Regions from separate parts of the Gossypium hirsutum genome. Here all the other regions are linked to region 2. Evidence: chromatin contacts called from public Hi-C data. All regions are on one chromosome and are shown on one strand. Each heading gives the region's core, a stretch centred on a gene start, on an enhancer-like site or on the middle of the called end of the contact. The rest is flanking DNA. Distances are from core to core; before and after follow the strand shown. Region 1 has its middle 9.4 kb from the start of LOC121207941. Region 2 holds the start of LOC121208249 (homeobox-leucine zipper protein ATHB-6). Region 3 holds the start of LOC107915906 (protein MIZU-KUSSEI 1).

What was found. A called contact is a pair of places that touch in the nucleus more often than the background predicts.
Region 1: a Hi-C map of leaf shows a contact between it and region 2, with 2.5 times the contacts expected there. The contact joins the enhancer-like site here to the promoter of LOC121208249 in region 2. A contact is called at or near these places in 2 of 34 Hi-C or Micro-C datasets (both in leaf).
Region 3: a Hi-C map of leaf shows a contact between it and region 2, with 2.1 times the contacts expected there. The contact joins the promoter of LOC107915906 here to the promoter of LOC121208249 in region 2. A contact is called at or near these places in 3 of 34 Hi-C or Micro-C datasets (all in leaf).

What each region holds. Positions count from the first base shown.
Region 1 is chrA10:16,327,177-16,331,281 of Gossypium_hirsutum_v2.1, forward strand. No RefSeq gene overlaps it. Among protein-coding and RNA genes, the nearest start is that of LOC121207941, 9.4 kb to the left of the region's middle. Within about 2 kb of position 2,550, at least 1 of the 9 cell types and tissues checked has an H3K27ac peak or open chromatin away from gene starts, as enhancers often do. A contact at or near this core is called in leaf, where this site is marked.
Region 2 is chrA10:16,484,700-16,488,896 of Gossypium_hirsutum_v2.1, forward strand. LOC121208249 (homeobox-leucine zipper protein ATHB-6) reads right to left here and starts at 2,456. Exons shown (of 3, transcript XM_041078795.1): 1 at 1,919-2,456; 2 at 1,440-1,822; 3 at 489-1,341. The coding sequence starts at 1,979. The coding sequence ends at 925.
Region 3 is chrA10:16,292,951-16,297,138 of Gossypium_hirsutum_v2.1, forward strand. It overlaps LOC107915906 (protein MIZU-KUSSEI 1), which reads left to right and starts at 2,283. Exons shown (of 1, transcript XM_016845094.2): 1 at 2,283-3,411. The coding sequence starts at 2,456. The coding sequence ends at 3,211.

The DNA of each region.
Region 1 (4,105 bases), core at 1,300-3,799, 160 kb before region 2:
CTTAAACTCACATCCTCCATTAAAAATACCGATGTCAATCAAGCTAAAATTCAATTAACTAAATTAACTTATCCATTATCAAACAATAAAATTAAAAACACAATCTAAATACCTACTGAATTAAGAGTGACACCAAAATTCAGTCACTCCCATTATAATAAATGAGATTATGTAACAGTTATTGATGTAAATTTGAATAAATGGTGAAGAAAATGGAAAGATACGTAGGTTGAATTCGTTATCTACAATGAAGCTACAAAGAAACGGCTAACATACAAATGTTTGTCAACATTAGGAAAAACCCAATTTTGTTGAATAGAAATAGATATGTAACATCATAATTGTGGAGTAAAGGGCCCATCCATCCTGACAAAATCCAGATGAGATGCAATGTGAAAGCAATAGTGTTGATTTACAGTTAAATCCATTAAATGAGGCTTTCTCTTTCAATGTATTGTCTCATCAGCTTATTCATAAATAGGGGTAGATAAAGAGTCCTATCGATATGCAATTAAATCCGAGCTGTGGCTTTTGTTGCCCCCACACCCCCACGAGGCAAGGCACCACCCACTGAGCTGAGCCTGGTTTAACGTTTAATGCTTTCTCTGCCAGATATCTGCTGGTTGGTGAAGGAGCCTCCACTATTTTAAGTTCCATTCCGGTTTAAATGCATGCCACCTGTTGTGAGAATGACTTTTTTTTTTCATTTTTCTTAAAAGTACTTAATTTCAACTTTCATGTAATAAATGCAGAAACGAGCAATTAACAAGTTTGAATTCCTCCCTAGTACTTGTTCGGCAAGGTACGCCAAGTCAATAAGACAATGACAATTAAAATAGCTTGGAGTCATTTTAAATCCATGTTATATCACTTATGTTTTTTTTTCCATAAAATAGGATTCATACAAGTGGAATTTTACAAAATAATCAACAAGATTAGTACAAGTTCGTCTTCATTAAAGAGTCTATAAATTCATTTTAAAGAAAAACTTAAAGATTGAACAAATTAAAATAAAAACCTTCGAAAATAGAGGTGAAGTGGACAACACCATTTGTATAACATGCGGATCACACAGGAAAAGGGCAAATGAAGAGTGTGCTTTCTCCTTAATTCTTCTCCTTTTCCCTTCATTAATCCTCTAGCTTATTTTATTAAACTTTCTCTATTATTAAACATTTTAGACAGCTTCTCAAAACACAAACTCTAATGCTTTCTAGTACCCTTTTGTTCTATAGTAACTTACAAAAATGTTAATAATATAACTCTTAACATTTTGTTCGAATAGTGTTCTTATAGAAATGATGTTAATATTTTGATTGAAGTAATTAACAATATAATTATTTAGACTAACTAATGATATTATAAAATAACAGGACCAAATTATGTCAAAAATATCAAGTATATAGATGAAATTTCATGTTTTAGTCTAGTAAAGTTTGACTATTGTCTAATAATGCCTAAAAAAACGAAACAAAACAAACTCCAAAAAATAAGAGATCACGTGTACCCTAAATTATGTAACATTTTAATAAAAAATTTAATGATATTAACTATTTAAACTAATCAATATTATTATAAAAAATAGAAATCAATTTATATTAAAAATTAAAGTATAAAAATTAAAATTAAAATTTAAACCTAATAAAAAATATTAAAATTGAAATTTAACTATTTTTCTATAATGTTAAAAAAACACTATTGTACTCCTAATAGAAATCAATTGAATTAAATCGAGGTTGACATTACATTTAAACAAAATAGATTCAAGCAAGGAAGTTTTTTGTCATCCATAAAAGAAAACATGCTTATAAAGAGTCTAGGTAGAGGTGTTTATGGGTTAGACTGAGCCAAAATTAAGTCAAGCCTATACAAGGTTTTTAAACCAAATATTCAAGCTCAGGTTCGACCCAAAAAATAGACTTACTTTTTTGCCCAAGTTCGGTCTAATTTAAAAAAGGTAAATTTGAGCCTCACCCGACCTGCTCATATTTGATTTTTTATATTAATTTTTATTTGAAAATAAATTTTAAAAAATATAATACAGCACTAAAAAATGTTAAAATAAAAGTTTTCTAACACATCAAAAAGTATTTATATTAAAAAAATACTACCATAAATATAATAAATATTTTATTATATTAAAAAAAACATAAATAAATACAATATATATTTTATTGTATTAAATATATATTTTAAAGTTTTATATTTTAGGTGGATTTTTTTTAAAGTTTTGAATAATAAATTTAATTATTATTAGGTTAGTGAGCTAATATAAATATAAATATAATTTAATATATATAATTAATATAATATTTTTTATAATATAATATATTCGAATTCTGTTGAATTTGAACTAAAAAAATCTTAGCCAAAAGCTCTATTCATATAGAGAATAAACCTTAATTTTAGTCAAATTCATTTTTTAAATATTATATTATATTTAAAATTTTTTATTTTTTAAGCTTAGTTTCGAATATGGATAAATGACCCAGTCCACGAAAGTCTGGGTCACATCTGTTTTTCCCTTGGGTTTCAGCTTGTGTTTTTTGGATGTTTGCACATCTATTTGATATCGACAGCCACATTAGCTTCAACTCGAATATCATGCCAAATTATTTTTAAAAGGAAAAGAATAAAAATATAAAATTTGTGGGTAAAGTTGAGTGATTTAGGCAAATCAAATCAGGGGTACAATTCATGTTCAGCGAGATTAAACTTCAAGTGTCAGATCCTGCTTCCATCATATCAAGCGTTTGCAAATTTCCTGGTGGGACGTCCTTGCTCAATTTGCTTCAGCATGCTACAATTTCTTCATTTACTCTAAACCAACTCTTCAATCCAGTCACAAAAGTTCAAGTTTGATTTTAAAATAAGTTTTACCTACTCAACTTTTAATAAATTTTTATTTTAACTACTCATTTTCTTTTAAAATTAATTTTATTAAAAAAATCTAGATTTATAAATAGAATTGAGTTATTCAATAGCGAAAATAATATTTGAATTTTTTCTTATAACTCAATTCATTATAAAAACTCAATTTTTTTATGTAAAAACCTAAGTAATTCACTGAAAAAATTTAAGTTTTCCACTTGTCACTAAAAAAGAAAAAACTCAAGTTATAAAACCCAGTTATTTTCTTATAAAACTCCAAAATTTTCTTCTTATCGAGAAAAATTAAAATATATTTTAAAAAGAGAAAAATAAAGAAAATTAAAAGGATAAATGACTGTTCTATGTAAATATCTAAATTTTTTCATGCACACCCAAGTCATTCCCTTTTACTAAAAAAAACTAAAATTAAGTCCAAAAAATTAAAGACTCATTAAAAATATAAAATAAGTGACAAAAATAAAATATACTAAAGTGAGTAACCAAAATGAATATACAATAACATTAAATTGGTAGTGAGTGATCAAAATAAAAATAATTTTAACAGCAGTACTTAACGAAAATGGTTTTTAACGACTATGCTTAAAATGAATTTTTTTTTATGCTCAAAATATATAATTTTAAAAATTATTAACCTTTAATAAAAAATTATCTTTATTTTTTCATTCAAACCTTTGTCAAGTTTTTAATTAAAAAAACTCAATAGAAATTAGGTATTAAAAACACTCAATTACACTCGAAAACTAATTTGGGTTACTCAATAACTTAGACCCAATTAATCAAATGTTAAAATACTCAAATTTGAATTTTTTTAGATCGACTTGTATACAAGTTGAGTGGCACACCTAATTTGCTATGCTGGAGACTAGTCAGGGTGAGTTGGATAAGAATATTTTTTGTTGGAAGTTGAATTGATTTTAAATTTAAATTAAATATGATTAAAAATGTTTTTATTTAAATGTAAATATAAAACTAATAATAAAATGAACTAATTGAACTTATCTCTAACACAGCCAAACCATTTATTCTACCTGCTATAGGAGTAGAAAATTGTTAATTTAAAAGATGGGAGACAAAGTCACTGAAAATGATAATAAAATATTGATTACAAAAAGAAACTAATAAAAAAAAGACAACTTTTAGTTTTAGTTTTTTATAAATGTATTTTTGTATCTTTTATGACTGATTAATTTTTTAAGACTCGAAACTACAATTA
Region 2 (4,197 bases), core at 1,206-3,705:
AAGAAATTGCAAAAATATTGCCATTTGCTCATATAGGGATTCAAACATAAGATCAATGAGTAAGCCAACACTTTACTATTAAACGAACAGGCTCACTCTTGACACAAGTTGAGTGAAAATTAATTTTAAGCCAAAACAACCAAGGTTAACATAATTTAAGGAAAATGATTCGAATCCAAAACCTCTCATAAACAAGCACAATATCTAACCACTAAACCAAATTAAATTATTTTACATGATTTTCACAACCATAATTTAAAAAATCAAGATGTGATCATTCTTAATTTCACTAACTTATTTTTTTCTAACCCAATTTTCAGGATGTAAGAATAGTAAAATTAATATATTTTAACTGTAATTTAATGATAACTTAGCTATGTAACCTGAATTAAATAAATCAAATCCAGGTTAAATTTATCTCAATTGTTTAAGTTGTGAGATGAGGAATCCAAGAATTTGGTGTCATGAAAAAGGGAGCAATAGTGGTATAATTATAATATTAAGGTTTCTGAATTGGAGATAACGGGTAAATGTCTGCCCTAAAATTTTCAACTTTCTAAGGGAAATGATGTTGATGATCTACTTTATTTTTTTTTTCAGCTTTTTCACCATTAGAAGGAAAAAAAGCTTTACTTTTCCTCTGATGGATTTTGGAGATTTTTCCATTTACAGTAGAAGAACAGTAAAAAAAAAAGAAGCTTCCAATTACGACCTAATCATTCGCCCACCGCGTGCACCGCCGCACTGGCCACTCGCCACCTATTGGGTATTGAATTCAACTTCTACCGCCTCCACTTCAACCCATTAATTTCTCTCTTCTTCTTCTTCTTCTTCGGACAAAATTCTTGGAGAGTTTGCCTTATTCTCTTGCATTCCGTTTCTTTAATCCCATAATTGCATACATACATATATGTTTGATTTAGATTAGATCCACCATTGAAGACTTGGAGCTTGTTCATCTGAAAAGAAATTGCAGACTTCATCTGCAGTACTACTGATGAAATCATGCTCTTCCATCTTCACAAATTGCGGGGTTTGATACGTTGTTTTGAACAACTGGAAGCAGTTATTCATGGAGGACGGTGAAGAAGCTGCCCCGTTGTTTGGGCTGCCCCCCTCCATGTCTCCGCCGCTGTTGTTTTCTTCATTCAAGATAGCGCTCGAATCACTATCTGATGATCCGTCTTTCAAGTCCGGGAAAACGGTGTCGCCACCACCACCAACTGATCCATTGCCGCCGCCGTCGTTGAAGCTCTCGCAGTTCACTTCCGCCGGCTCCAATGAGGTACCCAAAGATGAACCCGGCGGCGGCTCGATGAGTTTTGCCTTCAGCTCACTAATCTGCATCATTTTCATACCTTCAACTTTGCTTTACAAATTAAACTCAAAGAGATTCCCAGTCTTACTAAGATAAATGAATAATTGTTATTAATAATTACCTGTTTGAGAAGATCTTCATTTTCATGGCGGAGGTTACTATAATTGAGCTTAAGAGATTCATAACTGGTCTTAAGAACTCCATAATCTCTTTCCAATTGCTTTGTTTTCCATCTAGCACGTCGGTTTTGAAACCAGACAGCAACTTGTCGTGGCTGCAACCCAAGTTCTTGAGCTAGTTTCGATTTTCTGTCGGGTTCGAGTTTGTTTTCAACTTCAAAATTCTTCTCCAATGCCTTCACTTGATCCACACTTAATCGTCTCTTCTTGGCACCCCCGCCATGGCCGACTGTTAATTCTTCAAAACAACCTTCTTCATCGAATCCTTCTAACATCGACTGAAACTCTCGACTGTAAACATTGTTGTTTCTTGGACTACGTTCATCTGTACCAAATCAAAACATATCAACAATTAAGACGCTGATGAACATAAAAGATCTTTTATTTTTTGGTAATAAAAGTTGGGTTTGTTTTATTAGACCTGAAGTTGGGCAGATTGACATCAAAGCACTCAATGAATCTGAGCTGCCAAGTCTCTTCATGGTTGATGATGAACTTAATGATGAAATCAACAATCTTTTTTTTTTCTTTAAAAGATTTTCAATGGATGTTGTTGTTAAAAGAGATTCAACTAAGATTGAAACTCAAACTGCCTTGTTTAAAACAAGACCAAATTGTACAAAGTTGTAATAGTTTACAACATGAAAACAACAACCACTGTCCTGTCTTAACTTCTCCACCATTTTTGTTCTTCTTTAACACAGTTTCTTTCTTACTCTCAGTTCCCATCCAACAATAGACATAACAAGAAAAATAAACAAAACCTAAAATACCCAACAATCAAAGCTTCCATGAGAATCAAAATATATAAAATTATGAATTCTTTTTTTTTTTACATTATAATTAAATTATAGTAGTCTAAAAGACTGTTCATCGAGAAAAGAAAATTGTGAAAAGAAGAAGACGGAGGAGGTATTTTCAGGTGAAAGAGAGAGATGAAAGAGAAGATTTTAGAAGGAGCTGGCTAGCAAAGTTTCCCATACCTTTAAATAAAACTAAGATAGGTCGTATTTGGGTTAGAATCTTACTAGGGTTAGGTACAATCAGCAAAGCAAATGGAAATGAACCCAAAATTCAATCCAAATGCAATGTTTTTGTTTACTGTATATGAGTTCTATTCTATTATTTTAATTTTATTTGTTCAAATCCACCCAAGTGAAATAAACTTTAAGTTAAATAATATTTTTAAGTTAAATTTTAAAAAATAAAAAATCAAATTAAAATATTATTAACAATATAAATAATTATAAATTAGAGTATATAAATTTAAAATCATATATATTTGAAAACTATTTTAAAAGAAAAAAAAAAACAAAATACCCCTCATGATAATCTTGATTTGAAAATTTAATTCTTTAATGCCTTAAATTTGTCATTTTGGGAAAAAAACATTTTTTTATAATTTAAATTTTTATATAATTTTTAGAATTTTTTTAAATCTATCATTTTTATAAAAATATTTTAAAGAATATTTTAAATATTTTGTAATTTTGTTTGAGAGAAATTAATTTGTTCATTTTTCTAAATTGACAGGGATTCAAGTGGTATATACACCAATTTGTTATTTGGGTTATTCAAATTATGTAAGTTATAAAATTTAACTCGATTCGAACTCTAAAAACTGAATTACTTATTTGAGTTGATTAAAAAAACCAAATAACTAGATTTGATAATTACAAGACTAATTTTTTTTCGATTTTCCCAACTCACATCGAATTTTGCTCTCCACTATTAATATATATTGTGATACAAAATTTTTAATTTTCTACATATGCATGTATGACATTTTTTATTTTAATCAATTTTTACATACTACTCACATGGCACTATTTTAAGTTTAATTATTGTATACATAAATAAATATATTTATTAATAAAAAATAATTGAATCTATTTTCTTAAAGTATAAAAAAAATCAAAATTAAAATTTCATACATATAATTGAAACAAAATCAAATTTTCATGTTTATATTATGTTAGTTCTAATTTTTCATGTATTTTGATATAACAAAAAGGTATATTAAAAATCCCCTACTTAGATTGGCAAAAATTGTTTATAAGTCCTTAAACTTATTTTCAAAGTGTTGGACAAGATAAACATTTAAAAAGCCTTAAATTAAGTTTGAAGGACTTCTATTGATACTTAGGAGGACAAGTATCGTAGAACTCAAGATGGAAAGACTTTGAAAAGGCTACAGAATTCTACCGTACAACTCTAGGTTCTACCGATACAACCCAAACTTTTATTGATAGAACGCATTCAAGTATGCAAGGTAGTTTTGGCCTAGAGTCTCTATCGACCCCTTGGTCCGACCTATCGATACAACCAGAGTTCTAACGATACCTTAAGGACTTCTACTTAGACAAGTCAAGGCAGTAGCCAAAGTTAGTTGAAACCTCAAAGTTCTATCGGTACAAGAGGACCTCTACTGATACAACGAGCCCAATGATCATATTTTAGAAGGACTTCTATCGATACAATGAAGATGCAGACTGCATTTAATGCTAGTTTTTATGGCTATAACGACTCTATTTTGTTTCTAACGGCTACAAATGTCCACAAGGTTGTTAGAGGATTTAAATACAAAGTTAATGCTTTTCATTAATAATATAGAAACAAGTGCCTAAATTTTAAGAACTCAAAATTTCAAACTTTCACAATCTTTTACTAAATATTTCTTGTACACACTTATATGTTAAG
Region 3 (4,188 bases), core at 1,033-3,532, 190 kb before region 2:
ACTTTATATTTATTTAAATAGCTCAAATAAGAATTGGTTGTACTTAACATTCACATTCAAAGCACTATCACTTATGTATGTAAATAATTTTTTTAAAGGGAAATTTATTAATTTATTTAATAAATGAAATTATTATGAAAAAATTTAATAATATTCATTGTAGTTATTCAAGATCAAGTTCTATCAACACAATAAATATTTTAACCTCAACATCAATAGAATATTATGACACGTTGACAATTGGCGGCTATTTTACCAAACTAACCCAAAACAATTAAATATTTACAAGAATAACTCAAGTTCAAAAATATTTACGAGAATGACTTGAAAGGAACAATGCACGGGTGCCAGCATCCCATGGCCGACACCCTGTCAGAAATTTCCCAATAATTACCTGATGATTGGAACAAAGATTAAAATTTTTTTTTTGTGCAATGGCTAGCACCCATGTGTATTTTTTTCACTCGTATTTTGTACAATACATGTAATACCGAGTATAAAAAAATATTTTAGGTGTTGTGTAGTAGATGGTCGACACCCATTTTCAATTTTTTTTTTGTGTTGGCATTATGGTAACCAACACCCCTTTTCAGTATACAGTCACCCAAATGGGTGAACAAATTACTACCAAATAGTTCTGTGCCTATTAACTCTGTAAATTCTTTAAGGTGGGTATCATCTCACAATCATTTGTGCTTATTTTAAAAGTTACCACCGTATATTTACTGAAATAGCTCAAATAAAGGTATATTTGTTTACCTATAAAAGTTTTTACGAAAAATGTTTTCAATTTTTTCTAACGTTTGTTTGGCTGAAAATGATTTTCTATGGTAAAACTATTTCCAAAACATGGGAAACTGGTGCTTGTTTTCAGGAAATGTCTAACTTTTTTTTTTCTATTAAGACATTTTCCAATCGATTTTCTCTTCACATCTCATCACTCTACTAAACTCTCTTCCCCTTCCTCGTCGTTGCGACCTCGACCCAGGATTCATCTCTATATCGACCTCGACCCAACATCCTTAATTATCTTTATTTACTTGTTTTCAAATGTATAAAAGTTAAATTAGTTTTTTAGAGGAATCAATTTACTTAAATTTAAAATCGAAAGAGAAATAAAGGATATTTAAACCAACAAAATACATTTAAGGGACGTCAAATGCGGAGGAGATAGGAATTTGTAGGGGCTGAGTTGAGGAAGCGTTGAATATATGTAATTTTTATGAGCATACGAGTGTAATAAAAATTTTAATATTATTTAAATGTATTTAAAAAATATTCTTTTAAAAGAAAAATTATCTGTGACTGCTTAAAATTCAGAATTTTAAATAAACTACTACTTTTTAACATCTAACTAATCACTCTTATTAACGTAATTTCTCAAATTAGAAAAAGCTATTTGCTCCCTTTTTTATAACATTATTTCTCAAAATGAAAATTTTATATATGAAAATTAAATTTTTTTCAGCTCCATTATTGTTAATTAATATTAAAACTTTTTATATGAATTCAAAGGTAGAATACAAATAATGGAATTAAAAATCAAATATAAAATTCGGATTTATACATACATTTTTTATTGAGTTAATATCATTAATCAAATTAGTTTTGTAAGTACAATGGATTAATCTCAATTCAGAAAAAGACAAGAAAAAAACTACAATTTAAATATAGGTTAAATTATACTCTTAGTTTTTTTACTTTGTAAAACTTGTTGATTGAATCACTATATTTTAATTTGGTCAAATTTAGTTTATATGCTTTTTGAATTTTAAAATTTTAATTATGACCCAAATAGTAGCAATTAGGTTAAATTCAATTATTAGTCTTGTACTATGCATACAATTATTGATTTGGTTCATATTTTCTAATTGGATCATTTTATGTCCTTGTAATTTCTAAATCATGAAATTCCAATCTTGACGTAAATGAAAAATTGTTAATCCATTAATTAATTTTTTTATTGAGTAATAAGTGAAAATAATAAGCTGACATGACATTACATGTATGATCATATGTTTGGTCCATTAGATTTTGGAAATAGTAGAACTTAACTTAATGAACTTAACAGTTATTATTTTTTAGGACTAAAATTTAAAATTTTAAAAATTATAAAGACTAAAAATGACTAAATTAAAATGTAAAGATTAAATTCACAACTTTAACAAAATACATGGACTAATAACATCATTTAACCTTGAATATATGTATAATTTGAATAATGATAATGGCAACTACCCAACAAAAAGAAAAATGATGTACATTTTGAATGTTCCTAATAAAGAGGCAGAGGCTTAGGAACTAAAAATTGACCATAATTATATGGAAAATCCTATGCCTCAAACCAATACCTACCTAACCTGAAACATGCCCACCTATCTGCATCTTTCATCATCTATCTCCCACTCTCTCCCATGGCCTTGCCTTGTCCCTGGTTCTTCATCAACGTCCATTAATGGCGGACTCTAAGCCTAACACCGGCAACGGCAACTCCAGGGACGGATCCACTGCCCCACCACCCAACCCTTCTACCCCCAAAGCTTCTTCATCTCCACAACCCTTCTCCCTTATCCAACCATCCGAATTACAGTCCAAGAAACAAAAACGCAAAGTCCTTCGAGCTTTCCGTTCAGTTTTCCGGGCTTTCCCCATCATCACTCCCGCATGCAAGTTCCCCACCAGCCCTGGTTTACAAACCGACTCTCACATCAGCATCTCGGGGATTCGAGTCACCGGAACTTTGTTCGGGTATCGTAAAGGCAAAGTTAGCCTTTCGATTCAAGAGAGCCCCAAGTGTCTCCCTTCTTTAGTCATTGAGTTTTCCTTGCAAACCAACGCGTTACAAAAGGAACTCAGCGCGGGCATGGTGAGAATCGCTTTAGAATGCGAAAAACGATGTGGGAAAGAGCAAGTTAAGCTATTCGATGAGCCTTTGTGGACGATGTTTTGCAACGGGAAAAAGACAGGCCACGGGGTTAAACGAGAGGCGACGGCGGAGGATTTGCACGTTATGGAGCTTCTCAAGGCGGTTTCAATGGGGGCTGGGGTTTTGCCGGGGAATTCTGAAACTGAGGGTGTTGATGGAGAGTTGGCCTATATTAGAGCCTTTTTCGATCGAGTCGTTGGCTCCAAGGATTGCGAGACCCTTTACATGTTGAGCCCCGATGGAAATACTGGTCCTGAGCTCTGTATATTTCTCGTCAGGATGTGATAAAAAAATGGCGCCCGCCAGTGATGGACTTTATCAAAGTTTTCATTTCATTAGCGTTGCTAACATATATATGAATATCGTTCTTTCGTGGTAGATGAAGCCCAAAAAAAGAAAAAGGGTTGCATAGGGATGTTTAGATAAAGTTTGGTGGAAACCAGTCTATTTAAATTGATTGATTTATTGATTGGTATTGTTTTTAACAGGGATTTTGTTTTCATTCTTTTTTAATCTAGTTTCACAAAGAGCAGAATTACAATTTAAGTCAAAATCTAAATGGTACGTTAGGCGTACGTAGCAGTGCATGCATGGGTGTTTTTGAATCTCCCGAATATGTGAAGCCCCTCAAACTTCACTTACACCCTTCTCTACCACTCGTCAACATATAAAGTTGAATAAGTTTTGTAGTCCACGGGACACTTTAATGCTCTATTTTGCAACAATGGCTTCTTCAGATGGGAATTAAACAATGATTTTACACTTTTGTTGGGAAAGAAAATTATTTGCTAAATAGTAAAAATGGTTAAATTGTTGGAAAAAGTTTTTGGTTTCTCCTCCCCACTCCCCATATTTATCATCTCTTTTCATTTTACTCTCTCATTTTTATTTTCTTCTTTCACTCTCTTATCTCTAATGTTTATTTATTTTTGCTCTTTTCACTTTCCACTTCCTTCAATCTCTTCTCTCCCATTTTTATTTATCTTTTTTTGTTGTTGAGAAAGCTTGAAAATAACTGAAGAAGAAGAAGAGTAGATCAGACGTACAGCAGAGGGGACACGGGTGGGTGGTGGGAAAATTTTAGGGTTTTTTCTTTAAATTTTAAATTTGTTTTATTATTTTTGGGCTACGACTTAGGTTGGGTTTGTAAAATTTAAAATTTTGGGCCGGTTTAGAAGGTATTTGGGCAGAAAAGGGTTTTTTTGGTCCCAGAAAATTTTAGCCCAAAATAAATAAAAACCGGTTCAGCTGGCCGGTTTTTA